Linked DNA regions of Mus musculus: regions 1, 3, 4, 5, 6 and 7 are each linked to region 2. The links are chromatin contacts, called in public HiCAR-type and promoter capture Hi-C maps. All regions are on one chromosome and are shown on one strand. The core of a region is the stretch at or near the end of the contact, and the rest is flanking DNA. Distances in the headings are between cores, read along the strand shown.

What was found. Promoter capture Hi-C pulls out the DNA fragments that hold promoters and counts their contacts. HiCAR-type assays count read pairs that join an accessible place to other places. Capture Hi-C pulls out chosen DNA fragments and counts their contacts.
Region 1: a promoter capture Hi-C map of neutrophils shows a contact between it and region 2, with 4 times the contacts expected there. The contact joins the promoter of Rpl24 here to the promoter of Tbc1d23 in region 2. A contact is called at or near these places in 5 of 39 promoter capture datasets (the HPC-7 cell line, hematopoietic stem and progenitor cells, hippocampal neurons and 2 more), 3 of 115 datasets of contacts at active chromatin or transcription factors (astrocytes, embryonic forebrain and large pre-B cells) and 3 of 9 other capture datasets (adipose tissue, liver and pancreatic islet).
Region 3: a contact with region 2 is called in a promoter capture Hi-C map of liver, with 4 times the contacts expected there. The contact joins the enhancer-like site here to the promoter of Tbc1d23 in region 2. A contact is called at or near these places in 6 of 39 promoter capture datasets (3T3-L1-derived adipocytes, embryonic stem cells, hippocampal neurons and 2 more) and 1 of 115 datasets of contacts at active chromatin or transcription factors (pancreatic cancer cells).
Region 4: a promoter capture Hi-C map of liver shows a contact between it and region 2, with 5 times the contacts expected there. The contact joins the promoter of Nxpe3 here to the promoter of Tbc1d23 in region 2. A contact is called at or near these places in 1 of 39 promoter capture datasets (the C10 cell line), 2 of 484 Hi-C or Micro-C datasets (B cells and CD8 T cells), 2 of 115 datasets of contacts at active chromatin or transcription factors (large pre-B cells and pro-B cells) and 1 of 9 other capture datasets (liver).
Region 5: a contact with region 2 is called in a promoter capture Hi-C map of liver, with 4 times the contacts expected there. The contact joins the promoter of Cpox here to the promoter of Tbc1d23 in region 2. A contact is called at or near these places in 14 of 39 promoter capture datasets (the 3T3-L1 cell line, 3T3-L1-derived adipocytes, the C10 cell line and 9 more), 5 of 484 Hi-C or Micro-C datasets (the Ba/F3 cell line, CD4 T cells, the N1E-115 cell line and 1 more), 3 of 115 datasets of contacts at active chromatin or transcription factors (astrocytes, embryonic stem cells and forebrain) and 2 of 9 other capture datasets (adipose tissue and liver).
Region 6: a contact with region 2 is called in a promoter capture Hi-C map of pre-B cells, with 4 times the contacts expected there. The contact joins the promoter of Cep97 here to the promoter of Tbc1d23 in region 2. A contact is called at or near these places in 5 of 39 promoter capture datasets (the C10 cell line, the HPC-7 cell line, liver and 1 more), 1 of 484 Hi-C or Micro-C datasets (B cells) and 2 of 115 datasets of contacts at active chromatin or transcription factors (astrocytes and large pre-B cells).
Region 7: a contact with region 2 is called in a HiCAR-type map of astrocytes, with 3 times the contacts expected there. The contact joins the promoter of Pcnp here to the promoter of Tbc1d23 in region 2. A contact is called at or near these places in 3 of 39 promoter capture datasets (the HPC-7 cell line, hippocampal neurons and liver), 2 of 484 Hi-C or Micro-C datasets (B cells and olfactory sensory neurons), 3 of 115 datasets of contacts at active chromatin or transcription factors (astrocytes, pancreatic cancer cells and stem cell-derived neural progenitor cells) and 2 of 9 other capture datasets (adipose tissue and liver).

The regions. Positions count from the first base shown.
Region 1 is chr16:55,963,939-55,967,828 of GRCm38.p6, reverse strand. Rpl24 (ribosomal protein L24) reads right to left here and starts at 1,554. Exons shown (of 6, transcript NM_024218.4): 1 at 1,391-1,554; 2 at 1,207-1,282; 3 at 659-769. The coding sequence starts at 1,395. It overlaps Gm6958 (MLV-related proviral Env polyprotein-like), which reads right to left. Exons shown (of 1, transcript XM_001480210.4): 1 at 2,781-3,890.
Region 2 is chr16:57,229,710-57,233,222 of GRCm38.p6, reverse strand. Tbc1d23 (TBC1 domain family, member 23) reads left to right here and starts at 1,757. Exons shown (of 19, transcript NM_001358433.1): 1 at 1,757-1,909. The coding sequence starts at 1,857.
Region 3 is chr16:58,626,513-58,629,961 of GRCm38.p6, reverse strand. No RefSeq gene overlaps it. Among named protein-coding and RNA genes, the nearest start is that of Ftdc2, 10 kb to the left of the region's middle. Within about 2 kb of position 2,186, at least 10 of the 459 cell types and tissues checked have an H3K27ac peak or open chromatin away from gene starts, as enhancers often do. A contact at or near this core is called in liver, where this site is marked.
Region 4 is chr16:55,893,313-55,896,814 of GRCm38.p6, reverse strand. It overlaps Nxpe3 (neurexophilin and PC-esterase domain family, member 3), which reads left to right and starts at 1,536. Exons shown (of 6, transcript NM_001134457.1): 1 at 1,536-1,887.
Region 5 is chr16:58,668,430-58,672,105 of GRCm38.p6, reverse strand. Cpox (coproporphyrinogen oxidase) reads right to left here and starts at 1,898. Exons shown (of 7, transcript NM_007757.2): 1 at 1,156-1,898. The coding sequence starts at 1,678.
Region 6 is chr16:55,933,505-55,937,253 of GRCm38.p6, reverse strand. Cep97 (centrosomal protein 97) reads left to right here and starts at 2,406. Exons shown (of 11, transcript NM_028815.4): 1 at 2,406-2,501. The coding sequence starts at 2,459.
Region 7 is chr16:56,027,528-56,031,310 of GRCm38.p6, reverse strand. Pcnp (PEST proteolytic signal containing nuclear protein) reads left to right here and starts at 1,594. Exons shown (of 5, transcript NM_001024622.2): 1 at 1,594-1,708. The coding sequence starts at 1,645.

The DNA.
Region 1 (3,890 bases), core at 305-2,804, 1.3 Mb after region 2:
AACCAAAATAAATAACATTTTGAGTTAATTAAAAGGTTTACAACAGCTGTATCATTTTATTCTAGGATTTCTGTTTCTCTACATCTTCACACCTCTAAGATTCCCTCCCCCCATTTATTCATCCAAAAGGATCTAATAAATATAATTCATCTTTCTTTTCACTAACTCTGTACTGCGTGCTCTGCTTTGGGAAACAAGGTTTTATGTAGCCTAGGCTGACTTTGAACTACTGATCCTCCTGCTTCTACCTCCCAGACACTGGCATTACATGAGTGGGCCACCATGCCCACTTAACATATTTCACATCTGGGACCACTGTTTACTATAATACCCAGCTAGAATCTATTTAACGAGGCTCACACATGCCAAGCCTAACTATTAGCTGTTGTCCTAGCACCACACCTCCACCCAGAGCAACACCTACCATCCCCTAAGGGCCTCTTCAACCCAAAATGAAGCTTACAGAGAGGAATCATTTCAAATTTCAACACACAGCTTGGAAGGCTATGGTACCCAAGGCCACACTAACAAGTTCTGCTACTGTCTGATGGTTTAGTTCAAGAGCACATTGCATAGTTTTGTTTAACCAAAATTTAACCTGGCAAAATCTGACAGTGTAACTTTAAAAGAGGCTACTAGCAAGCTGCATTCCACTTACCGACTGCCCTTTCTTGTGTTTCCTTCTGTAGAGGACAGTCCAGTTTATCTGCCGAGGATTCCTTTTGGAAAGGAATGCTGACTCACATTTTGCATTAAGAAACTGGAAAACCTGCAGTTAACAAATTCAAATTAGTCATCCTTTTACACAAAGTGGAGACTGACGTCCTCCTCCAGCTTTATTCTACTTCTCTCTTCTCAATATATAAATATATAAAGGAGGCAAGAGACCTCTTTGTGACACAAATGACAGGGTGGCATCAATGCTACAGTCTTCTCAGGAGCCGAAAAATCTACACTAGTCGCAAAGGGTCGGGTGGCGCTAAACTCAAAGAAATCTGGCTCTGAGCCCTCTCCGACTCCAAAAGACCTGAAGCCCATTTCCCTTTCCCATTGGTTACATACAGCACTCATTTCCAGCCTGGTTTACACACCATCCATATTCCCTCAAGTTTCCCATCCCACACGCGGTCCCGGGGCCTTCGGGGAGAGAGGACCGTCCTTCTACTCCCAGCGTCCCGAGCCGCGCTCGGCCCAGCCGGCCTTTACCTTCCCGTCGGTCCTGGCGTAGCGCCGCCCGTGTCCCGGGTAGATCTTGTACCCGCTGAAACTGCACAGCTCGACCCTGGAAGGAAAAGGCGAAGCTCGTTAGTATGTGCGCTGCAAAGAGGAGCCATCCCCGGTAGCTCGGCCTCAGGATGGAGGCGGATTGGGACACCGGGCGCCCGCTTACTTCATGGTGATAGATGTCGGCCTGCCGGGGTAAAGATGGCGAAGAGAAAGAAAGAATCATGGGAGAACCTTATAGGGCAGAGGGAGAGAATCTCCTCCCTAAATTCCCTTCCTTGACCCCGGCGCCCAGAGATGATGTCACTTCCGAGCGCCCAGTCTGTTTCCTAGCAACAGCTTTCTTCCTACAGCATTGGCGGGGAGTGGGTTTGAGGTGTTCGTTTAAGGTCCAAGTTGGTTCTTGGCTTGGGTTCTGTGCCATTTTATTTCCTCCAGGCTAGTGTTCTAGAATCTAAAGCCAGCATTTCGCAGGATTTAATAAACAAGAGACAAGGATGTTCTACGTGTCTTTCCTCCTCTTACGAAGCCCAGACCAGTTTTTATCTCGCAGGTAAAACCTGAAGGTCACTTTTTGCATTTGGCTTTGGATTATTCCTTGAAACAAAAATAAATCGTAGCGGCCTGCCGGGCAGTGGTGCCGCACGCCTTTAATCCCAGCACTTGGGAGGCAGAGGCAGGTGGATTTCTGAGTTCAAGGCCAGCCTGGTCTACAAAGTGAGTTCCAGGACAGCCAGGGCTGCACAGAGAAACCCTGTCTCGAAAAACCAAAAAAAAAAAAAAAGAAAAAGAAAGAAAAAAATCGTAGCGGCCGACAGCGTGGCCCAGGGATAGCACGAGTGGTACGCAAAACCCTGAATTAAATCCCCACCTCCAAAAAATATTAGAGCCCGCCACTGTGGGGCAAGCTTTTAATCTCAGCTCTCTGAAGACGCACTGGCAGGCTGGTCTACATAGTAGTAAGAGTTCCAACGGTACATAAATAGTGACCCCCTGTATCAAAAACTAAAAGTAATTAATCACTAGTTCAAATAGATTGCCAACACTTGTAATACGAGCACTCAGGAACTAAGGCGGGACTACTACAAGTTTGAGGCCAGCCTTGGTTACAGTGTGAGACCCTGTCTCAAAACCTGAAGTTACGAGTTGGAAAGGTGAGCAGGTTAAGAATACATACAACTATTGAAGACGACCAGAGTTCAGCCACCTGTAACTCCAGCTAGCTGCCTGACCCCGAACTCATGAGTGTACTTACATACACACACACACACACACACACACACACACACAAACACACACACACACAGGCAAAAAAAGAAAAAAAGAAAAAGAAAAAAAAAAAAAAAGAAAAGCTATGCTAGCCAGCCGGTGGAGGCACAGCCTTAATCCCAGAAGAGTCAGGCTGGTCACTAAGACTTTTGAGGCCAGCCTCGCCCACAGGGAGTTACAAGACATCCAAGGCTACACACAGACCTTGTCTCTAAAAACCGAAAATAAAATAAAGGAAAAATAAAGTTATTTTATGGGGCTGGAGAGATGGCTCAGCAGTTAGGAGCGCTGGCAACTCGTCCAAAGGACCTGACTTCAATTCCCAGTACCCAGACGGCAACTCAATAACTGTAAATCCAGTTCCAGGGGACCTGGCACCTTCTCATAGACATACATACAGGCAAAACACCAATGAACGTAAAAATAAATAAATCTTAAGAAGAAAGAAAAGCTATTTTAGGGCCTGGAAAGATGTTTCAGCTTGTAAGAGCACTTGTTGAATTAGTAGAGGACTGGCATTAGACATGGTCCAGCATACACATGGTGGCTCACAACAGATGGTTTTCCAGTTCCAGGAAACCAAGCTGGGTCTTCTGACCTCCAGTGACCACACAGTGCCACCTGGTGTACACACGTAGAGCTAAACATTCAGACACAGAAAGTCAGATGAAATTTAAAAATTAAAAAAAAAAAAAAAAAAAAACTTTTAATTTAAAAAAAAAACCTATTTTAAAGAACTTCTGGATATTTGGCAGGCAGAGATGGGCAGATCCCAGAGTTTAAGGACAGTCTGGTCTACAGAGCAAGTTCTAGGATTACCAGGGTCATGTGTAGCCTGTCTCAAAAACAAAACAACAACAAAAACCTGGAAATATAGTCCCCATAGAGAAGCTCGGGTGAGGACAGATGGGAACTTGGAATGGGACATTCTGAGTGAGGGAAAGAGAGATGGCAGGAGCCAGCTGATGGATTTTGTGGAAGGCTGCCAACTCTGCTCCAAGTCACTGCTTACTGAAACAAATGTAGTGGTTAATATTTTCTATTTTTATAAGCAACTCACAGTGTTCTGTAAGTGGGTAGTTGAGAAGTGGGGGAGCAATTCTAAGAAAGCTGTGAGTTATGCAAGATGGTACCTTGGGGTTTTTGAATCAGGGGGATCAGGATCAAGACCGCCCTCTGCTACACAGTCTGAGGTCAGCCTAGGAAGCACGAGACCCCTCCTCAGAAACTGAAAGCTGGAAGTTGGGGAGATGGATCAGTGGTTGCAAAGTGCTTGCTATCAAAGCACTTGGACCTTGTTCAGAGGCCTAGCACTCAGTAAAAGCCAGTATGGTGGAATGTACATGAATTTCAGCCCTGGGGATGCCAACACAGGAGGATCTGAGAGATTGGTTGGC
Region 2 (3,513 bases), core at 508-3,007:
TCACAATGAAGAACTGAACCTTACACATCTGCTCCAGGCTTGGAATTGAATGTTCAGCTTTTTATTGTCTCTTTTTGGAAGGAGAGCCATCATGTTTTGGTTTATCACTGGGACAGCTGTGCTACATTATTTAAATAGTTTTTAAAATTCTGGAGCATTTTAGGTACCAAAGTATATTTCAGAAAAAAAAATGATGGATACCCTTGAAGGTACCTCTCAGCTCCTAAAAATGAAATATTAAACATTAGAACCAATATAGTGGCAAACACCTCTCGTACTGCTTCTTTGAGCGGCGGAGGCAGGAAGAACACTTGCGCTTAGGAGCTCACAGACACCAGCCCCGGAGTCAAGCCAAACCTGGTCTTGCCGGGTCTCCAAAGCAAATTCTGAGCTCCTCAAGGTTACTAGTGAGACTGTCTCAAAAGACAAAACAAAACATAACCAGCCAACCAATCGAACAGAAACTTACTTTACTTAATTAAAGCTATTTCTGGTCATTCCTGCCCCATCTAAAACTTAATTGTTTTCAGTTTTTCTACACATTACCCCTGCATTTCTCAGTGTGCATGCATCTATTGCTAATATATTGATATCAAACATAAACGATGCCTTTTGTTTGTAATCTGTTTGGTTCATCTAACAATGGCATTTTCAGATTTATCCATAAATTTCATGTAGTTAACTGCATCGTTGTTCCTGGGCTTAAAAATATTTGTTCAGCTCCTCCCTGAATCTGTACTAGGCAAAGATAGCCCAGGGGCTAGTGTTTTGGTAATACTGGTACTGTGGATGAAACCTGGGTGCGGAACAAGGAGGCCCATTTAGAGGGACAAATGGGACTTTGGCTAGGAAGGGAAGGATCTCGGCAGCTTTCTTTTTTTTTTTTTTTTTTTTAAGATTTATTTATTTATTATATGTAAGTACACTGTAGCTGTCTTCAGACACTCCAGAAGAAGGAGTCAGATCTTGTTACGGATGGTTGTGAGCCACCATGTGGTTGCTGGGATTTGAACTCTGGACCTTCGGAAGAGCAGTCGGGTGCTCTAACCCACTGAGCCATCTCACCAGCCCCCCTCGGCAGCTTTCTTAAACTGATTTTTTAAACTGGAATTTCAGTTTCAGAACTACAGTTGATTCTCCTGGCTGTTAGAAGACATATTTAAGATAGAAGACTAGAGTATAATTTTCTTAACTGGATAGCTTGACAGAGTCCTTCGTGTATTTTTATTTTTCTTGTAGCTCTGGTGATTGAATCATTGAGGATGCTGGGCAAGTGCTGTATGGTTTACTAAGTCCCTGGCCTTTTTATTTTTTTGAATGGTCTTTACAAATGATGTGGTATGTCCTTTCCTTTTTTTCTATTCAGCCTACCTTCTCTGTGTGAATTCATACTTGCCCTCCTCTCTCCACTAGCTGGGATTCTCAATTCTGGCTCACACCGGACAGCCAGAGACCCAAACATTAAGACGCCAAGCCAGGATGCTTCACTTTCAGAGTCTCCTCTGAGCCACGCCTGCCCGCAGCGTGGCGCCCCGCCCCATCCCGGAGAACCCCTCCCACTCCCCAGGGTCGGCCCCGCCCACAAGCCTTGTGCCCCGCCCACTCCGTTCGCGGGCCCTTGGCATCCTGGGATTTGTGGTCTTCCATAATCTTCTCCCTCTCGCAAAGCTCCGGGCTCCGCCTTTCGCCCTAGAGACGTGGTGACGTTGCATCCTTCCAATTCCTCGCCTCCTCCCTCTTTCGCTCTGGTGAGTCTCAAGTCTCAGACTTCATAACTCCTTTTACGACACTGAATCTCTGAGACAGTCTCGGTGCCAGGTCCACTTTTCGGCAAAGTGACGTGGACGTCAACAGCAATGGCGGAAGGAGAAGAGCTTCTGCCACTGTCAACGTCGGGCGGGGACAGCTGGTGAGTGCGAGCCCAGGTTTAATTCCCACTGGCCCCTTCTCTTCCTGTTCGCCATCCTGCCTGTCCCCGAGGTGCTGGCTGGCGGGGCGTGGAGCAAAAGGCACCTGTCCTCCTCTGAGCCCCTGCCCCGCCCCCTCTGCTTCAGGGTCCCCTCTGCCCGCGGGCTTCTGCGGCTGGGGCAGAATCCCGGGGACTCAGGGGCCATCCTGGATCTGCGCCTAAGTCAGGTCCTCCCGCTTGGCCCAGCGAAGAGAGTGGCTTCCCCACTGAGTTCGCCGAGTCCCTAGCCAGGGAGTTGGAATGGGCGCACTAAGGAGGAAGTTCTTGGATGGAGATCTCAGACCATTTGAAATGAGATCTTTTGAAATAACCACCGCGACCTTTGACAGTGCAGAGGTCGTGAGATACACCCAGCAAGATTCCTTCTACGTAGTTCAGGGTTGTCTTTAAAAAAAAAAATTATTATTATTAATTTTGTTTATCTCCCAACAGTTTCTAACATTTGTTATTATTATTTTTTTTTCTTCCCCACCACTTTCCTCACAATTTAATTTCATGACTTGGAGGGCGTTTTGAATTTTGTTACTGTTTCTCCCGGGCATTTGCATGTGTCTCTGGGGCTGTGGGAAGATTTGGTTTTTAAAGGAACTCATGTAGCCCAAGGCTGGCCTCGAACTTTCTGAGTGGCTGAGGATGACTGTGGACTTCCAATGCTTTTGCTTTCTCCTCCCGAGTGCTGGCTTGTAAGCTCCATCCTGCCTGGTTTGTGTTGGGCTGGGGATTGAACCGAGGGCTTCCTGTGTGCTAGGACAAGCATTCTACCAACTGTGATACATCCCCAACCCTGCCAATACCTTTTTGGTAGGCATTATTTTTCCCACTGAGGGTCATTAATTTTTGGTGGACACTTCTACTTTTGAAGTTGTGTGTGTGTGTGTGTGCACGTGTATATCTTACAGTTGATCTAACTGTATTGACCAGGTGTAAGACTCATGGATTTTGCTGTTGTTTTTCACAGTGTTTATATATCACTGTCACGGTGTACCTACACACAATGCAAGCCTTTGGTAAATTTGTACTTTACTAATTGAGGACAATAGAAATAACAGAAAGGAATACACGATATAGCAGTTGAGTAGCTGGTCTTCTGGGGACTGACAGGTACACATGTAGCAAGCTAAAGTTAATTTTGTTCTCTGAGATTGTAAATAAGTGTTGTGGGAGTTCAGAAGAGGCAGAAACCATTTCAGCATGCATTACAAAAGCTCATGGAGGCACTGGTGTGTGAGTTAGACTCTGAAGCATCAGTAAGACTTACCTTAACATTGTTCAAAATAGTCACTATAATGTGAGCTACGGAAGGAATTAATTAAAATTTCTTTCCTTTGCCTCATTGAAAACTTAAAAAACAATAACAAAAACCAGGTAGAACTTTTACTATGTTTAAAAAAAATATATCCAACACCAATGTATTATTTGAATATGTGCTCATTATTTAAAAGCAGTTTTTCATTTATTTATTTGTTTGAAGGCAGGGTCTCACTGTGTAGCCCTAGCTGGTCCAGAACTTGCTATATAGCCTTGTCTGACCTCTGTCTCCTAAG
Region 3 (3,449 bases), core at 937-3,436, 1.4 Mb before region 2:
GGGCAGGCTTTGAGGTCTCAGAAGCACCTAGGCCTAGTGGACTATTGACTTCCTGCTGCTTGCTGATCCAGATGTAGAACTCTCAGCTCCATTTCCAGCACCATGTCTGCCTGCACGCTGCCAAGTTTCCCACCATGATAATGGACTAAACTTTGAAACTAAGCCAGAGCCAATGAAATGTTTCCCTTTGTAACAGTTGCAGTGGTCATGGTGTCTCTTCACAGCAGGAAAATCCTAAAGTGGGGACATTTCACAATCAAACCATAGTAACTTCCAAGAGGGACACCCTTATTTTAGTCCTAATTGGTTACTTGGTAGACTGTTTTACTGTCTTGGAAAATATACATGTAAGATATTTTATCTTTGTCCTTTTATACTTAGAAGTCAAGAATCCACTCTCTTGGGTTTTGGTAAAGACTTGTACTACCCTTTGGGCCTTTGTCTACTTACCATGAAAGGTGAGTTCAGAGCTGAAGAGGTTGAATGATCCAGAGGGAGAGAAAAACAAACCCACACTTATCTCTTACTATAGGTTTATTGCACTGGCTGACAAATGCAAATGTGTCCCAAGAAGAGGACAGGACAGGTATATATGAGCCTCACAATGCTGAAAACTTGAGTTCTCCCAGAACAACTGAACAGGTCACTGTCAATGTCAGAACATAGGGCAACAACAGATAATCTTAAAGAAAACAAGAAGCCTTTGGGGCTTCTGCTGCAGTGTCTTGGGAGTGGGGCAGAAGACAGCACTAAAAAGGAAAAGGAAGAGGTTCAGGGGTGATAATGTTCACCGTCCAACCAATAGAGAATAAACAAGAACGGGCCGAGTGCAGAAGTCTATGTAGTGGCTGGCTATCATTGAAGCAGGAGTTTCAGATCACATGTGAATGAAGATGGGAAGTTATGGTACTGTCTTTTACTGAAGGTTGACGATCAGTACTTTTTCCTTGTTTTGGTAAAAGAAGTGAGGCGATACAGAATAACTAAATAAGAATATACACTCTAGAGACCTCACAGATACCCAATGATTTCTTTTCTTCTCTTTCTAAATTAGACCAGGAAGGTTCCATCCAGCAAGCATAGAAGTCAAGATGAATAAAGCAGGGTTGGAAGTAGTAACATAGCCACATCCAGTCCCAGTATGTATCCTTTCAAGAGACCCCTCTCTCTTGCTCCAAGTATTTGTTCAGATTTTCACTCTCATTGTCACCAGAATCTGTGCAGTTTCCATATCCATATTCCATATCCATAGTTTTAAATATGACATGGCTCAGGACTCAGAAACTAGAGTTTGGCTGCCAGTTGATGGTCTTTGAGAAGTGATAGGACCTTCCAGGGCTCTACCCTCATCAAAAGATTGTCTCCTAGGGGGTTATTAGAAGGAATGTGGTAAGAAGTAGGTGATGCAAAAAAGTCACTGGAGATGTAGCCTGGGACTAAATCTCCTGACTACGCCTTCGCTTCCTCTCTCTCTCTCTCTCTCTCTCTCTCTCTCTCTCTCATTTTCTTCCTCCCTCATTGGTCCTTTCTCTCTTCCCTCATTCTCCTTCTGATATGACATGCCCAACTCCTGCTGGACAGCCACAGTCCATACCTGCTGAAACCCAGAGCCAGAATAAACCTTTCCTTCCCTTCAGTTTTTTTTTTTTCCTGGCATTTCTCCTGGCAATGAATGTCCTGTGTTAGATAAGAGCTAACCTCAATTGCAACTGAATGTTAGGAGAACACCACAGGGCAAACATCATTGACCCATCTAAACCCAAGATCATTGATTTTTTTTTTTTTTTTTATCAGCACTTTCTTAGTTCCCATCAACCTTATGTGTACAGAGGGCCACGGCAGCCACACTCACATGTTAAGTGAGGAAACAATAGCTTGGGAGGCTTAGAGGAGACCAAGTCTGGATCTTGTCTTTAATTCTCTTAACATTATTATACTTATTGCTCTGCCTTTCACCTGGCATAATGTTACCACTAATTCGATGTCATTGATATTTATAAGCACGTCCCTTACTGGGAACTTTGGGGTTACAAAGAAGCTACCAGTCCCCGCCCCAAACCAGTAGCAACAATCCCTTTGAGCCTTGAGAATCCTGTCTTCAAGTGCATGATCTCATTTTGTAGAATGCTCCAGGACCATGAAAATGATTCCCAAATATTAGCCCAGTCATTCTTAATAGTCAGTGTGAAATACTAGCCCCATCTAGTGGCTTTGCTAATATAAAAGAATAAGGTTATACTAAATTATGAGTAAAGATAGATAAAAGTACATAAAGTATTATTTGGCTAGAATGTTTTCTTTACCCTTTTGAGAATGACTTGAGCCATGCTTGCCTTCTTTTCCTTACTCTGTGTACTGGCTGGTTGTGCATTGTTAACTTGACACAGCTGGAGTTATCACAGAGAAAGGAGCCTCAGTTGAGGAAATGCCTCCATGAGATCCAGCTGTAAGCATTTTTTCTCAATTAGTGATCAAGAAGGGAGGGCCCAGTCCACTTCAGGTGGTACCATCCCTGGACTGGTAGTTCTGGGGTCTGTAAAAAAGCAAGCTGAGCAAGGCAGGGGAAGCAAGCCAGTAAGCAGCATTCCTCCACAGCCTCTGCATCAGCTCCTGCCTCCAGGTTCCTGCCCAGTGTCACTTCCTGTCCTGACTTCCTTTGGTGATAAACAGCAATGTGGAAGTGTAAGCTGAATAAACCCTTTCCTCCCCAAATTGCTTCTCAGTCTTTGATGTTTTGTGCAGGAATAGAAACCCTGACTAAGACACTATGCATGGCACAGATGGAGCAGGAATCTTCCCTGGCCTTTGCTGAGTTGTCACACTCATTTCTACAAGTGAATCAATTTGTCAGATTAGATTCCCTGGGCTTTGATTCTCTGAAATAACCTAATAGGTCTTTTGATGTGCTTTTGATATTTTTTTCTTTTCTTTTTACTTTCATTCCTGTGTTACTGTGCTTATCCCATGTTCATGTAACACAAACAGGTTCTTCATGCATGCCCAAGAGTTGACCTTTGGTCAGAGCCTGTGGTCATTAATTTGGTGAATCCATGTTGGATCACATTTCCTAGATATTTAGCCAAACCTTATCCTGTATGCTCCTGTTAATTTATATTTTAGGTGAAATGAAGGTTTATAATGTGGACGGTGAGTCTCTGTTTATCACCTGAAGACTGTTTCCTGAGCAAGAAAGGATACTGCAAATTCTCTTTGCAAAGACACTTGAACCAGAGCATGCTCTCCCTAGCTCTCCAGCCTGCTGGCCCCTCCCCCATCCCTAGAGATAGTGGACTTGCCAGAGCCCAAAGTCCTTAATATAAAGATCCCTTCTCCCCTCTACCTTGTCTTAGTCTCCCTCTTTTTGTCTTACTTTGTCTCTGTCTCTCTACATAATAATACATCTGTGTTTGTTCTATGTGAACACATGTATACCCAAGATCACTCCTGGT
Region 4 (3,502 bases), core at 287-2,786, 1.3 Mb after region 2:
AATAAGATGTGAGCTACCACTACCTGGCAGAATCTGTAAGTTTTTAATATAAATTTATTGATCCTTTTAGAACTTTATGCAATGTATTTTGATTATTTTCTCTCTCTCTATTCCCCCGTGATCCATCTCCAACTCCCTTCACTGTGTTCTCTTAATTTAAACAAACAAACAAGCAAACAAACAAACAAACAACTTAGTCCAGTTTGTGCTACACAAACACTTAACAGGTGGGAAGCCATTCCCCGGAGAGTGGTTGACCTATCAGGGTCCATACCCTTAGGAAAACAGTATCTCCTGTTCCCAGATGCCATCATTGGGTCTTCAGTTAATGTGTGTGTACACATGAACCCTTTGTCCTGCCATGTGAGAATGTTGGTGGGTTGGTTTTGTTCAAGTCTTGTAGAGGCAAGCACAGGTGCTCTGCGTTCATGAACCCAGTGGTCTTATTATGCCCCGAAGACAGTTGTTTTGCTTCTGTTCTTCCTGACCTCAGGCTCTTATAGCTCCATTGTCAATAAATATAATGATAATTAATGACAGTTGGAATTCATATCGATTCTACTTCAACTTGGGACTAAGTCTGAGGGCAGACTTTTTTTTTTAACATTTTTTAAAAAGATGTATTTATTTAATGTATATGAGTACACTGTAGCTGTCTTCAGACACACCAGAAGAGGGCGTCAGATCTCATTACAGATGGTTGTGAGCCACCATGTGGTTACTGGGAATTGAACTCAGGACCTCTGGAAGAGCACGCAGCCAGTGCTCTTAACTGCTGAGCCATCTCTCCAGCCCCAGACTCCACCCCATCCCCCAGCATTTTGCTCTGGTTAAAAGTAAGTCCAACCCCACTGTGCTCTAAGCCAGGAACGTCTTTTGTCCCACACAGGCCTTTCTGTCCTCTAGAAACTCCTCTCAGTATCTCAGATTCACCAAGCTGCTTTTGACATAAAACGTCCAAACTAGGGTAATCCAGCATTGAGGGTGGTTTGGGTGGAATATCCTGGCGCTTTTGCCAAGAACTAACTTCAAAGAGAGAAGCTTCAAGATCTCTATGCTCACGTTTGGCAAGCAGTGTTTCTCTGGTACCAGCAGCTCCGCCACTGCTAGGCCAGCATTGTGGTTAGTTCTCAGGAAGAGAATCGGTTGAGGGGACGCTCCGGGGAAACGCTGATGTCCGAAGGTCATCTGTATTTGTGTCTCCAAAAGGGTCCAGCCCTCGGGCTAGAGTGTATCTCCGGAGGTACACAGTCATCCTAACCCAAGCTCCCTGGGGCGGTCGGGTAGCACAGGCAGTGCCAACTCCTTGTTTCGCCACTGGGCACATCACTCAGCTTGCGCGGCTGTCAGTCAACATCCCCGCTCCGCCCCGCCCCGCCCATAGTCGGACCAATCGTAGCCGGGGGTCGGGGGTGAGGCTCCGTAGCGCGGTCAGGAAGCCGGGAGAGAACAGCCTGGCGCGGAGGCCCCCGATCGGAGCGTCCACATCCCGTGGGAGGGCGAGCGGCGAGCGAGACCGGAGACCCGGTGAGTGCGAGCTGCGACTATGCGCGCGGCGGGGCGGAGCCTGTCCCGAGAGCGCCCGGTGCGGCGTGCCTCGTGCGCCCCGCAGCTGCAGAGCCCTGTGTTCCGCGCGCGGACCTCGGGTCCCTAACGTCCCCGGCCGGGTGTAGGGAGCTGCGGCCCCGGGAGTCCCAACTGCGTTCCAGAGCCCGGGAGCCGAGGCCCCGGTCGAAGACGCAGGCAGAGCTTCAGCCCTGGGCTGCGACTGCCAAGGTCCGGATGATCCGAGCCGCTGCAGAGAGGATGCAGGGCGAGCCTGAACATCTCCATCCTCAGTTTCTCCACTTGCTGCAGCGCCGCAGCGCCTGGTAGCAGGCACCTCAGGTGACCTGTACCCGAGAGCGCAGTCAGGCCCCTCTCCTCCCCCCAACCCCCACCCCTTACTTCTCTTCTTTTTTCCACTCCCAGTGCAGAGAGCTTGGCGACACTGCACTTGGTCCCTATCGCCAGTCTCATCGCTGCTGTGGCGCCAGCTGCTTCTTATCTTGTTGTCTCCTCATACTTTGGACTACCCAGGCCTTACTGAGCTGCAGTTTTGGAGGCATCAGAGAAGTCATGCAGGGAGGAACATGTGTGTGACAGTCCTCTGTGGGATGTTGAGATCTTGGCTTGTGTTCTGTCTCTGCTTGACTCAAGTTCAGAAGGGCAGTGGTGCTCAGAGAGGTTGTGAGGCAGGATTTTGCAAAAATGTATATGAAAGTGTAATTTCCCCCTTGCTTTTCATCAACAATAGATTATTGCCGTGTTCCCAATGGATGAAGAATCACACTGCCTGGTGATTGTGTTCTCTTCCTGTAGGCATTATGTGTCATTTGGAATATTAGGGTGTCTTTGAAGCTGGCAGGTTGCCAGGACCCTCATGACTGTCTGATTCCTCTCAGGGGGAGGGCACACCATACTTTAACCCAGCAGTGTGGGGGGCTCTGTCCCCTTTTGACTGGGCTTACTATCTTCTTTCCATGTCTGTTGTTTTCATAATTTCTTCTGGGTTGACCAAGTGTGTAATCGGCTACTGAGAAAGGAGCTGAAGGAAGGTCACTGAAGAGGGAATGGTTGTTCCTAGTGCTCCAGAATCCAGTTGTCCTGAGAGACCATGGCAAGGCACAGTTCAAAATTCATTTTAGTACCACTAGCCCTTGCCAACTGAAGTAAGCAATGCCCCCTGGCCACTCTATTTAGTGGTTCTTCTACTTGGCAGTCTACTGTAGCTATCTAAGGGATATCAAGGGTTTCAAAGTAAGCGATGCCAAAGGATCCAAGCCTAAGGTGTAGACATAGGAAAAGCAGAACCAGCAAAGGTGTTGGCCTCCTAAGGTGTAAAGAAAATTCATTTGCAGAGAGCAAAGGCCAAGGCCAAACGCTGGAATGTGGTTCTACCTTGTGGCTCCTGGGGGATCAGACTGCTGGGCTGGTCAGGGCACTTTTATCTGCTGAGTCACCTCACTGGCCCCTTTTTACAGAATTATCACTTCTAATAACCGAAGAGCCTACCTTTACAAGGTAGCAACTACCCTCAGGTTACACTTAACAATGTCTCTTACCTGTTTCTAAATGTATACCCTCGTCTCTCACTAAGGTCTATAATAGTGTGTGTTTGATTTCCAGCCAAAGGCTACTGGAGCAGTAGGTACTTTAAAGAAGCCTTTATCAGCACTGACACATACTTTATCAGACTGGAACCACTATCAGTGTCTGTGTAGAGCTGAACCTTTCGGCTGGAGCCTGGGACGGAACAGTTCAGAGGCAGCAGAAACTGGCGTTGTAAAAATGGAGTTCTTTCGGATCCACCTCTAAACAATAAAGAGAGTAAATCTGATCAGGCTTTCCAGGGGAAAAATCAAAATAACTGAGGAATGAGAAGAACAGCAACAGTAGCTGGCGTAGAAAATATCCAGTAAAATAACAGATGAGGGTTGGAGGTGGCTACCCAGCAGGAAAA
Region 5 (3,676 bases), core at 649-3,148, 1.4 Mb before region 2:
ACCTTTAATTTTTATATGCAATTCAAAAACATAGCTATTCAAACTCTTAAGGGGTTCAGAGTTTAAAATTAAGTAAAATTTTATGTGTGTGTGTATATATGTGTGTTTAATAGGTTTTTTTTTTTTCTTTAAGGCAACAGGTCACCGTAGAGTCATTGTTCTCAAAGACTAATGTCTGAGTTGTTTTATTTCTAAGAAGCAGGGCACCATATTCAAGATCACACCACCGGAGTGATTTAAGTGCTGACCATGTTTCTGACATTCTGAGTTCTCGGCATATATTCATTAACTATGAAACAGAGGTGGAAAACAGTAACTTCCAAAGGTTACACAAAGCTGGCTATCTAGTGTTTGAGATTGTGTCTGGGTCGGTCAGTGACTTTTACCCTAAAACATTACAAGATGAAAAACCATGAAAATCAGACTGACTCCCATTTAATATAGACGTGGTAGCATCATAACTCACAATGGATTGATGATATACTGTTGTATTTCCAGCTTGGAAAAAGTCAGAAATCCTCAAGTTTAAAATTAAGGCGGGAGGGGAGAACAGGGAAGGACTACTCTGTTTGGAACAACATGGCCACCAATACATGACTCAACATGAATGGCATTCTAAGGAATCCTTCAAGAAATTTGATGATGCAATTTAGTAAGAACTACTGGAAGACTAATCAAATATTCCTTATATAACCCGCCAAAAAACAGTAGGGAGACTCTTGACATAGGGAATCTAGCAGACATAAAGGATCAGTGTTTCTTCTGCCTCTAATAGGGCAGGGACAAATGCACCCAGATGGATAAATAAAAAATGTGTGTGTTGGGGGGGGGGGGGGGGGGAGACGTGTTCAGTAACAAACTGAACATGAAAGCTTCACTTTGCTGCCTGCAGATGTTCTTTAACAAACCTATAGAAAAAAAAGTGCAACTATGAATTGCCAATATTTTCAAGTGACTTGTCCTACATTGTTGGCACCTCTGGGTCCACATCTGCAAGTAGAAAGCGAATGGCTCTCTCAATGTCAGTCATTCAAGTCTGTCCCTTCTGACAGATCACCCCCCACCCCCACCCCCCTGTAAAAACTGTTCTACTTTAAATCCCCAATCCTAAACTGCAACTGGTGCCCAACCAAGAAACAGGAGCTCTCTCCTCACCTTCTTTCCTCTCCCACCGGTCCACAGTGAAGTCGGCAACGCCATCTACCTGCGCCAGTGCCCGACACACCTGAGCCTGGGTCTCCATAATCATCAGCTCCATCTTGGTCTTCATGTCCTCCGGCCTCCTCCGCAGCTCCCGCAGCTCGGTCACCGGCGAGGACATGAAGGTGCTGCAGCGGCGGGCCAGCTCGTCCCCGTCCTCCTCCCGCCGTCCAGGTGAGGGGCTCCGCGCCCCCGAGCTCTTGGGCACCATCTCCGCCCGCTGCACGTGCCCAAAGGCGGCGGCTGCCAGCCCTGCCAACCCCGCCAGCGTCGCGGCCAGCCGGGTCCCCAGCCCGGACCCGCCTCTAGCCCAGGGGCCGTAGCCCAGCCCGCGGCGAGGCTGGGGACCAGCCGTGCCAGGCAGCTGGCAGACGCGGGCGGACGCGCAGCGCGGGGACGCGGCGCGCAGCTGAGCATAGTCGCCCAGCACCGCTCGCCACCAGGGGTCCGAACCCAGGCGGCCCAGCCGCAAGGCCATCTCCCGCCGGGACTGGGCAAATCCGATCCTGCAGACCCACCGGAGCTCCCAGGGTCCTGAGACCCAGACTCCCCAGCACTGCTACGTGGAGTTCGGAAGAGCTGCTGCGAGTGTAGGTCGCAGGCTGCTGGCGGGAGCCGAGGAGGCTGCTGGGAACTGTAGTCCCGTCCTATCGCCTCCTGCACTCGCCTGACCGCTCCCGGAAAGAGCAGATAAGACTGCACCCTGCGCACAGAGGTGGGTCCTGCTGCTCGCACGCGGGCCTCCTGTGCTGCCAGAGGACTGTGGAGGTGCTTGGACTGATAAGATAGGCGCTTTAGTCACGTACACCTTGGATTGCCCTGCTCGCTCACCCACAGTGAGCAAAAGTGGGGTTAGAAGGCTGACGACAAACGGGCAGAAATAACAACTCGGAGACACACCCCTTGTCTTCGTCCTGGCTGTGGGTCTGGAGGATGCACCCTTGTCCCTGTGCTTGGCTTACCCAAAGAGTTCAGGGTAGTGGGCTCCTGAGTAGATCCAGAGAAAATATTCGCACTCCGGTTTACTATCCTGGATCTCTGTTCTTCCCCATAGCCCTACCCGTTGAAAATATGAGGACAGAAGCTCACACATTTAATAGTTTTGTTCCAAGCATATATCATTGCCAGCATTATTTTATAGTATCAGAAGGGCTCATTTGCCCTTTAACTATCCTTGATGATTCTAATTTCTACTAACAAATAATAATCGAGGCCACTGGTTATTCTTTCACAAGCTTCCATTCTGGCTGTAGCAGGAATTGGAGCTCAGTGGGTATGGTTCTGACCGATATGTTCACTCCCCTGCTTCTTACACAAATGCAACCACAAACTACCTGGAGCAGCATGCGTGCTCAGGCCTGGCAGATGTGGCAGGCAAATGAATTCACGAGAAGTGACAAAGCTTGCAGAGGAGAGAAACCCTTAACTTTTAGCTGTAGTGTGCCCTGGCTGGAGGCCGACTTGGAAGAGAAGGAAAGATAAGAATTATCTTTTGGAAGGTTGCCTGGGTCTGGCTGGGCCTCCTGGTGATAAATGAAGCTCTTTAACGAAAAGGAATCTCTCTAATTTTCTGTAAGAAACTTCTCCTTTATGATCCTGCTCTGCTAATGTGAAGCTAGCCAAGAATAAGCCAAATGGGAAATTCAGGAGACTTGCCCAGACAAATAACTAATTGTGTACTTACCCTGAACAAATTGTGTACTAGCTTCCAGCCTGTTTGGATGTCTCTCTCTCCTGTTCTCTGATTCCACCTTAATCTTAATGTACAGTGCTTACTGGAATCCTTAAAAACAAACAAACAAACAAACGGATTTGTATGAGAAAAAAATAAAAGCCACCATCTTCCTAGAAGGGCATAGTGGCACACATATTTAATCCCAGCACTCAGAATGCAGAGTCAGGTAGACCTATATGAATTTGAGGCCACCCTTGTCTACTTAAAGACTTTCAGGATGGCCAGGGCGACATAGTAAGACCCTGTCTCAAAAGAAACAAAACCAGTCACACACACACACACACACACACACACACACACACACACACACACCTCTTCCTGGTAAATTACTCCCAAGTCCTATTTGTAGTATATGAAGATGTTCCCTCTATAAGCAATTTGATGCATCCAAAAGCTGCCTTGGACAAATAAGAAGTCAGTAAGTTGTAAACAGAAGCTATGCAGTAGGGGTGCTCGTCTGCGTGTAAAATTGGCTCTCTATTGTGTACTATGATTTCATTCTCTGTGTAACCCCACAAGCCAGGACATTCTGATGAGCTGTATGCTATCTCACTAGGTACAAACATACAACTCATCTTCAAACTCCACATGCTTCTCCGAATCCTTGCTAATTTGATCCTTCCCCTGTTAAAAATAATGAATTTTATGCCCTGATATCAGTGTATTCATTTTCCCTTTTAAGAGAGAGTTTGATGAACCCACTTTATTTCTCTGGTATTTCTCTTTATTTCTATGCATGCA
Region 6 (3,749 bases), core at 1,157-3,656, 1.3 Mb after region 2:
TTGATGCCAGCATGGCCTGCAGAGTGAGTTCCAGGACAGTCAGGGCTACACAGAGAAACCCTGTCTCAAAAAAGCCTAAAAAGCAGGAGATGGGATAGGGGGTTTCTGAAGGGGAGACCTGGAAAGGGGAAAACATTTGAAATAAAGAAAATATCCAAGAAAAAAATTAATTAAAAAATTGACAAATAAGACCTCATAAAATGCAAAGCTTCTGTAAAAACAAACAAACAAAAAACCTTAAAATACAGAAAAGTTTAAAACAATTTTTTTTCTTTGAGTTGGGGATGTATCTCAGTGGTTAAGTGCTTGCCTCAGATGAAGAGAGCCTAGTTTGATCCCTAACAGTTTCAGAAACCCAAAACCAAAAACAGTGAACAAGACAAGAGTGCTTCTCGTGTGAACTTTGTGAACGACAACACTCTTCAGTGATGAAAAGCCGGACACAACTGCATGGTCATCCCCAGTATGTGATCACCCTGTGGAGGGGTTCTCTGGGTTATTCTTGTTTGCTGATGTTGTTATTTGGTTTTTTTTTTTTGTTTGTTTGTTTTTGTTTCTGAGACAAGGTGCCTCTATGTGGCCAAGGCTGGACTTGGCATACTTCTCTCCTGGCCCTTCCTTTTTCTAAGTTACATATTCTCTCTCTCTCTCTCTCTCTCTCTCTCTCTCTCTCTCTCTCTCTCCATGAATGAGGTAGCACACATGTGGAACTCAGAACACAATTCACAATTTTCAGGAGTGGGTGATCATCTTCTACTGTGTGGGTTATGGGACTTGAACTCAGATCATCAGTCTTGGCAGCAAACTCCCCTACTGGCTAAGCTGTCTCTTCATCCTCTCCAATTGTTTTAATTTATGCACTGGCTGCTCTTCCAGAGGTCCTGAGTTCATTTCCCAGCAACCACATGGTGGCTCACAACCATCTGTAATGGGATCTGATGCCCTCTTCCGGTGTGTCTGATGTGTGTGTGTGTGTGTGTGTCTGATGTGTGTGTGTACATGTGTACTTGTTTTGTTTTTAGACAGAATCTCTCTGTTGCATAGCTCAGGCTATGATTAAACTCACTATGTAGACCAAGGTGGCCTTGAACTCACAGACATCCTCCTGCTTGCCTCTTCCAATATCTAACAATATATAGTCTTCCTCCCAACTGATGGGATTAAAATTTGGGCCACCACGACAGGCTTGCTTTGTTTTCAGACATATAAAGTTGTAAGACTGTTCTCCAAGTAAGGTGTCTACTGGTTAAAATGAAGGGGGGAATTCTTATTGTTTCTTCAGAAATAGAAAAGTATCTTTAGACTAAAGCAATGGGAAACAGAAAGGTCTTTAAGGGCAGTGATGCCAAAGGGAACCAGGAAAGAGGAAATGCTCTTAGAATTTTGAGCCTGAAAAGCTAGAAGCACCAAGTTACTGAATTTTCCTGAACAGGAATCCTCAGACTTCAGAGAGAGCCTTATAGCGAGTCATTCTATAGAGAAGCTAAAACCCTTTAAAATTAATTCAGACTTGTCAGAATGGGTAGCGGCCATAGAGACTTCTAGCAATGAGTTCTCAACATCAGTTTGTTTTAAACAATGTCCTTATAATGTGCCAGGTGGTAAAAGTGTTGAATTTCTCGAACACCAAGAGTAGCTTTTAGTACGTTGAGCAGTTGATGAAAGAAAGTGGAGCCCCCTTTGTACGATTGAGTTACCTTGTAAACCCTAGCTTAATTTTACTTCCCCTGTCAAGTTTTGTCCAAAGATTGTAATTTCTAGTTCCCGATTACCGAGTTCATAGTTAAATCAAAAAAAGATCAGCCTGTGCCCTCCCAACCAGGTAAAGTAAGTATTCCTGACTCTGGAAACTATTTTAAACTTTTTTGAATACTCTGGAAAAAGTTCTGGGTACATATGTATCAAATATACTCCTTGACCAAACTGTTCAATGTGTAAGAACCACCATTTAAAACAAAAATATCAGTTTCTGAGGCTTTAAATCTATTTAATTAGGTAAGATTGGGTAAATTGCAAATATAACGTATCCATTTGACTATGTCAAAATATTTCACTGTCATTCCTATAGAGAAGCTAAAACCTTTTAAACTTAATTCAGAATTGTCAAAATGGGTAGCTGCCATAGAGACTTCTGGCAATGAGTTCTCAAATTCAGTTTTAAACAACGTCTTTATAATGTGCCAGGTGGTAAAAGTGTCGAATTTCTCAAACACCTGGCCCTGGAGTGAAATGGTTTATCTAACAATACAGCTTGCTCACCAGATCAACTTTAGGTGTCAACCCGGGTCTTCTAAGCTTTACCTCCCACATTGTAGCCAGCAAGTCCCATCAGGGAGCCAATTGGGTCGAGTGAGTGCTGTGCATCCTGGGAGTTGTAGTTTGCAGCGCCCCACTGCTGACTACATGCTCTACAGAACGGCAGAAGACGGTTGCCTGGTGTCATTAGCAAGCGGCAAGTATGGCGGTGGCGCGAGTCGACGGGGCTCTGGCTCCGGGAGAAGGTACGATGATCCCTACCCCTAAATTCCAAAGTTTACTTCAGTATGTCATATTAAACAGTTGCTTGGTGTAAAGAGAAAGCCTGGGTTTAGAGGTGCAGTTTTGGACCAGTTCTTTTGATGAGGGGCTGTAAGCAACACGGAGGCGCACTTCCTACTGGGAGTTGTAGTCCCGCTGTCTGGTCCAGTCCCGCAACATTACTGTGAAGGCTGAATGAGGGACTTCAGTCCCCAGGAGCCTTCGCGGTGCCCGGCGCCCCTGTCCCGCGCTCTCCTTAGCCTGACTGGGGGCAGTGGGCTTCGGACTGCGGTGACCTTTCTGGGACGTTTACTTTGAGTTCCGAGTGCCCACAGGAAATTAGTGCAGCCTTTTTATTTCCCGTGCCTCTCCTTCTCGTCCGAGAACGTTCAGGAAGCATCTCATCTGAAACCGCATCACAGTCTGCTTGAACTCTTCTTTGGAAGTGACCAGTAGCCGTGGTAGAATCTGAGAATGACCCAGACACGCGTTGCTCCCCGATCATTCTGCAGGCCGGGTCCCGGGGTCGAGTTTGGTCTTTGTTTGGCAGAGCCCAGGTTGGGGGGTGCGCCTGTGCTTGGGAGATGCCTCCGTGGGGCGCCGACCTCAGAGCTTTTGTTTTGGTTACACTCTGAGGCGTGGTAGCAGCTGGCCCGATTGGGGCAGAGCAGGGTAGGTAGAGTTGAGGCTCATAACCCGGAGACCCTTGAGTTCCTACGGGAAGGAGTTCGGCTAAAACATGTGTCGACACTTAGGAATTGTGTGCGGACGCTAGGTGCGCTTTTCCAGGACAGTCTAGTTTTCATCTCGAAGAAGGGGCTCACGACGCCTCACGTGATAAGAAAACCGAAAAGCATTGAAACCCTCTAGGAGCGCAGAACCGAAAAATTACATCCCAAGGTAGCTCCAGTCTGATCGAAAAATTGAAATTGGCAGTTACTCAGGCCCCGCCCACTCTGATAGCTTCTTTTCTCAACCTTCCTAGCTCACCGAGAACAGCAGCAATAAGCACTTACAGAGCCATTCTCCCCGCCCCCAAAGAGCCAGATGATATTTTGGATGCCTTTCTCCCATTATCTCATGTTTTTATGTAGAACAATGTTTATATTATATTCTCACTCTTTTTCTTTTTTCTTTTCAAAGCCATGGTCTCATTATGTAGCTGTGACTGATCAAAAACTCAAAGAAATCCTCTTGCTTTTGCCTCTCCAGTGCTGGGATTAAAGGTGTGA
Region 7 (3,783 bases), core at 345-2,844, 1.2 Mb after region 2:
ACCTTTATCCCATGATCACCTGTTGAAGGGGTACTAGCATTTATTTGGATACAGGGTCTCCCATACCCCAGGCTGATCCTATCTCCACTTCCCAAGTACTGGAATTAGACATATGTGCCACCACTTCATTATGCAGTGTTGGAGATGAAACCCACCATGGGTTTTGCACGTTAGGCAATCACTTGGCCAACTGAGGTACAACCAACAGTCCACTGATATTTTATGGAGAAGTAAAAGCAGGTCTGTGGACAGCAACACTCAATGTTGCTTGGAGGACAGAATGAACTATATTCTCTAATACTGGGTGTATATTACAGGCTAGGAATTGACCAAATTTGGGCAGAGGAATGAGTATAGAGAAAAAGAAGTAAGAAACAGATGAGGCTGTAGCATACTTGATGCATGGATTTCATTGACACTAAATGAATCTACTAAAGGTTTCTAGGAGAGGCAGGACTTAACAGGTGTTTCCAATCTGGAAGAGACGAGTCCTGTATTTTACTGTTGAGTATAAGACAAGTGCTGGTGCTAGCACAGAGGCAGGGAACGCTACAAGACAACTCTTGTGCTGTTCATTGTGTCCATGAAGGTTAAGAGACAAGACTGGCACTAGCTTTTATGATAAAACTCTGTCGGATACTTTTACCTTGAAAGAATAGGGCGATTTAACCAGCAGACAGTTTTACTCCAGACAGTTTTATAGGAGTAAAGAAAACTCCTTGAAAAACACCAAGAAGTGAATAACTTCTAATTCAAAGCAATTCCGAACGTTGAAGCTGGGCTGGGGCGTATTTTAAACGTTATTAGAGAAGGGATGAGTGGAATAGGGTAGATACAAAGCCGACATCTCCAAACTGCAGTAGAGCAAACTACCCTTCTCCGTAAGAAAGACAGCTCCTGCCCTTCGGAGTGTAGCCGGGGATTTTGTTTGTTTTTTATGTATTTTTTTTTAAACAGGTGTTTGAATATATGCAAGTGAGTGTGAACTCTTAGTAGTCGGATTTCTGGAACTGGAGTTATCAGTTAACTGTAGACCACCCAACTGGGAATTGAACTGTCCTCTGAAACAGCAGGAAGCGCCCTTGACCTCCACGTATACCTATTTCTGCTTTTAATGTTTGCTTGCTTGCTACAACTCTCACGCTGAATTTTTCACGAATGCAAAAGCCGCGGAAATTTCTTCCGCCCCAATTTCCGTAAGGCTCTACGACGTGATCTTCCATAAGTCTCTTTTCGGTGTCATTGCACAAATGGAAACGATAATTGCACACCGGACCGCACTGGACGGTGTCAACACTAAGACAGCGTCCGTTAACTGCTGACGTTTCTCTGTAAGAACACAGCCCTATCCCGTAAAATGAAGGACCAGCCGCGACCACCGCTGAGCGTGGAAGCACCTAGGATTGAACCCACCGTTCCACGATCGGTGAGTCCGTACTAACCCGGACGTGCCATCCCACCGCCCAGTCCTCCATAGCCGTCACCACACACCTCGTTCCAGCCAACGACGTCACATCCGTCCCCGTCTCGGGTTCCAGGTCCTCTCTAGGCTGCGGCCTCGCTGGCCCGCCCGAAGCTTTGTGGTTGCTGGGCGGGGCCGTGACGTTCTTGCCCGGGCTGCAGGGGGAGGCCGCGGCGAGGAAGATGGCGGACGGGAAGGCGGGAGAGGAGAAGCCAGAGAAGCCGCAGCGAGCCGGAGCCGCCGGAGGTGAACACAACCCCAGCGTCGCGGGCTACGGGGGCTACTCCGGCCTTTCTTTGGGGTTCCCAGGGCGGGTTGGGGGGCTTTCCGGCATCGCAGGAGCCGGCGGAGCTGGCGCTCGCCCGGCCAGGGGCTGGGCCCTGATGAGTGCCGGGCACGCCCGGTGTGGCCCGCGGGGGAGATCGAGGTCCGCGTCGCCTAATCAGAGAGGCCGCCGGTTACCACCGGGCGGTGCGAAGGGAGGTGGGAGCTTGGCCCGGGAGTCCGAACAGCAGAGAGCTCAGGGCCCGCTGCGCACTCAGGCCGCCGCACGAGCGCCGAGCCGCCGCGGGCACTGGCCGCATGCCGGCTTTCCGAGGTCGCCGGCCTCTCGGTTACACGTAACGAGGGTTGATGCTCTCTTTTTCGCTGCGGAGGTGGAAGACCCCAGCCCACTCTCTGCTGTATTTTCAGACATAACATTTATAAACCCTGCGATGGCATAAGTCGAGGCGATGCAGGGGAGAGGGGAATCTGGCTCAAGCAGCAAACGCTTGAAATTAGGGTTTGATTCGCTTTCTTTCCGGTATCTTTCTTAGGCTGCCAGCAGCGGAGTCTATGTCAGATATTTCGTTGGCGTGGTAGGAAGGTGTGATCTTCCTGTAATTTGTCGCGAAATTAAACTCAGATTATAGCTATCTTTTCGTTCCTCCTACCCCCGTAATTTTTGATGGTGTACATAAAGGAAAAGAAATGCGTAGTCTCTTTTCCCCTACGCCCTTTTGTCGGAAGGATAATTAGCACATGCTTAGAATGTTTTAGCCTTTCACTGTTCTGGCTTTCTTCGGGCTTATCCTTGAAATACTTAAATGTGAGAACATATAGGTTCAGTATCGCATAAAGGCCAAAAGTAGGGTCTACCAAGTTTGTTAATTGCCGAACACCCCCGCCCCCACCCCACCCCCGGTTTGAGCTAGGAGCTCATTTAGCTCTGGCTTCCTGAGTACTGGAATTACAAGCCACGGCCACTTTCTCAGGTCTCTTCCTCATTTTGTTTTTTTTTAAAAATAAACTAGTAAAATAGCTAATGATTTTAGTTCTTACTTTAGACCTTCTATATGTTAAAAGTAGTTTGAGGAAAAACTATAGCCTAAAGTATCTTGGGGTGGCCTTGAACTTAAGGTCCTTTTGCCTTGACTGAGAACATCGTTTTAAGGTACTGCTAAAATGTACCTTAAACGTCTAAAGAAATTCGTGTGTATGTATGCAGTGTACTTGCCACCCTTTCAGTTGAGGGACATTCTGTCCTGTGAATAATATTTCCATCTTAACAGTGTTGGGGTTACATTGATTATTTTATGTTGGTAACTTAAAATAGCAGCCCTTTTCTTCATAATTTGCCTGATTTCGTAAAGCTCACTTTAATATCAGACATACAGGGGTCATGCAGAGTTTCTTAACTGAAACATTTCGCCCATAGGTAGGATTGAATTGATAAGCTTCAGGCAAGTGTTCAGCTCTCTTGGAAAACTTTGTCTAGACTTGGCAACCTTTCTTCTGTGAGACAGCCCACGGTGTTGGAAATACGAGTAGTTTCCCTACTCATTCAACCTCGTTATTGATCCTGGAGGTTGAACCCAAGGCCCCATTTATGCTAGGGTTGGGCCTCACGACCGTGCTCTATTTTAGTAGGGAGACGATCCCCTGTGTAGCTCTTTAACTTAAGTAGAAACTTAGATTTAGAGACAAGCAACTTAATGTGTAATCACAGCCATTTCAAGCTATCAAGGGTTACGCCAAGAGCCACTTCAGTGATGTGTATATTTCCTGTGTCAGAACAGGACTCATGGACTACCTGTCCTGTCAGAGAGCTACTGCAGTCCTTGGTTTTGGGGGGTTTTTTGTTTTGGTTTTTTCTTTTCCCCCAGACAAGGTACCAGAATGCACATGACTCAGGAATGGTACCTTTGTGGAGTTGTCCCATCTCAGCTAGTCAGGGAAAGAGAATAATTGTAGTAGGTTTGGTTTAATTGATATTAACTTACACATAAACAGAAGGCTTTGCTAAAATATTTTTTTATCTAAAAGCTAACAATTTGTGT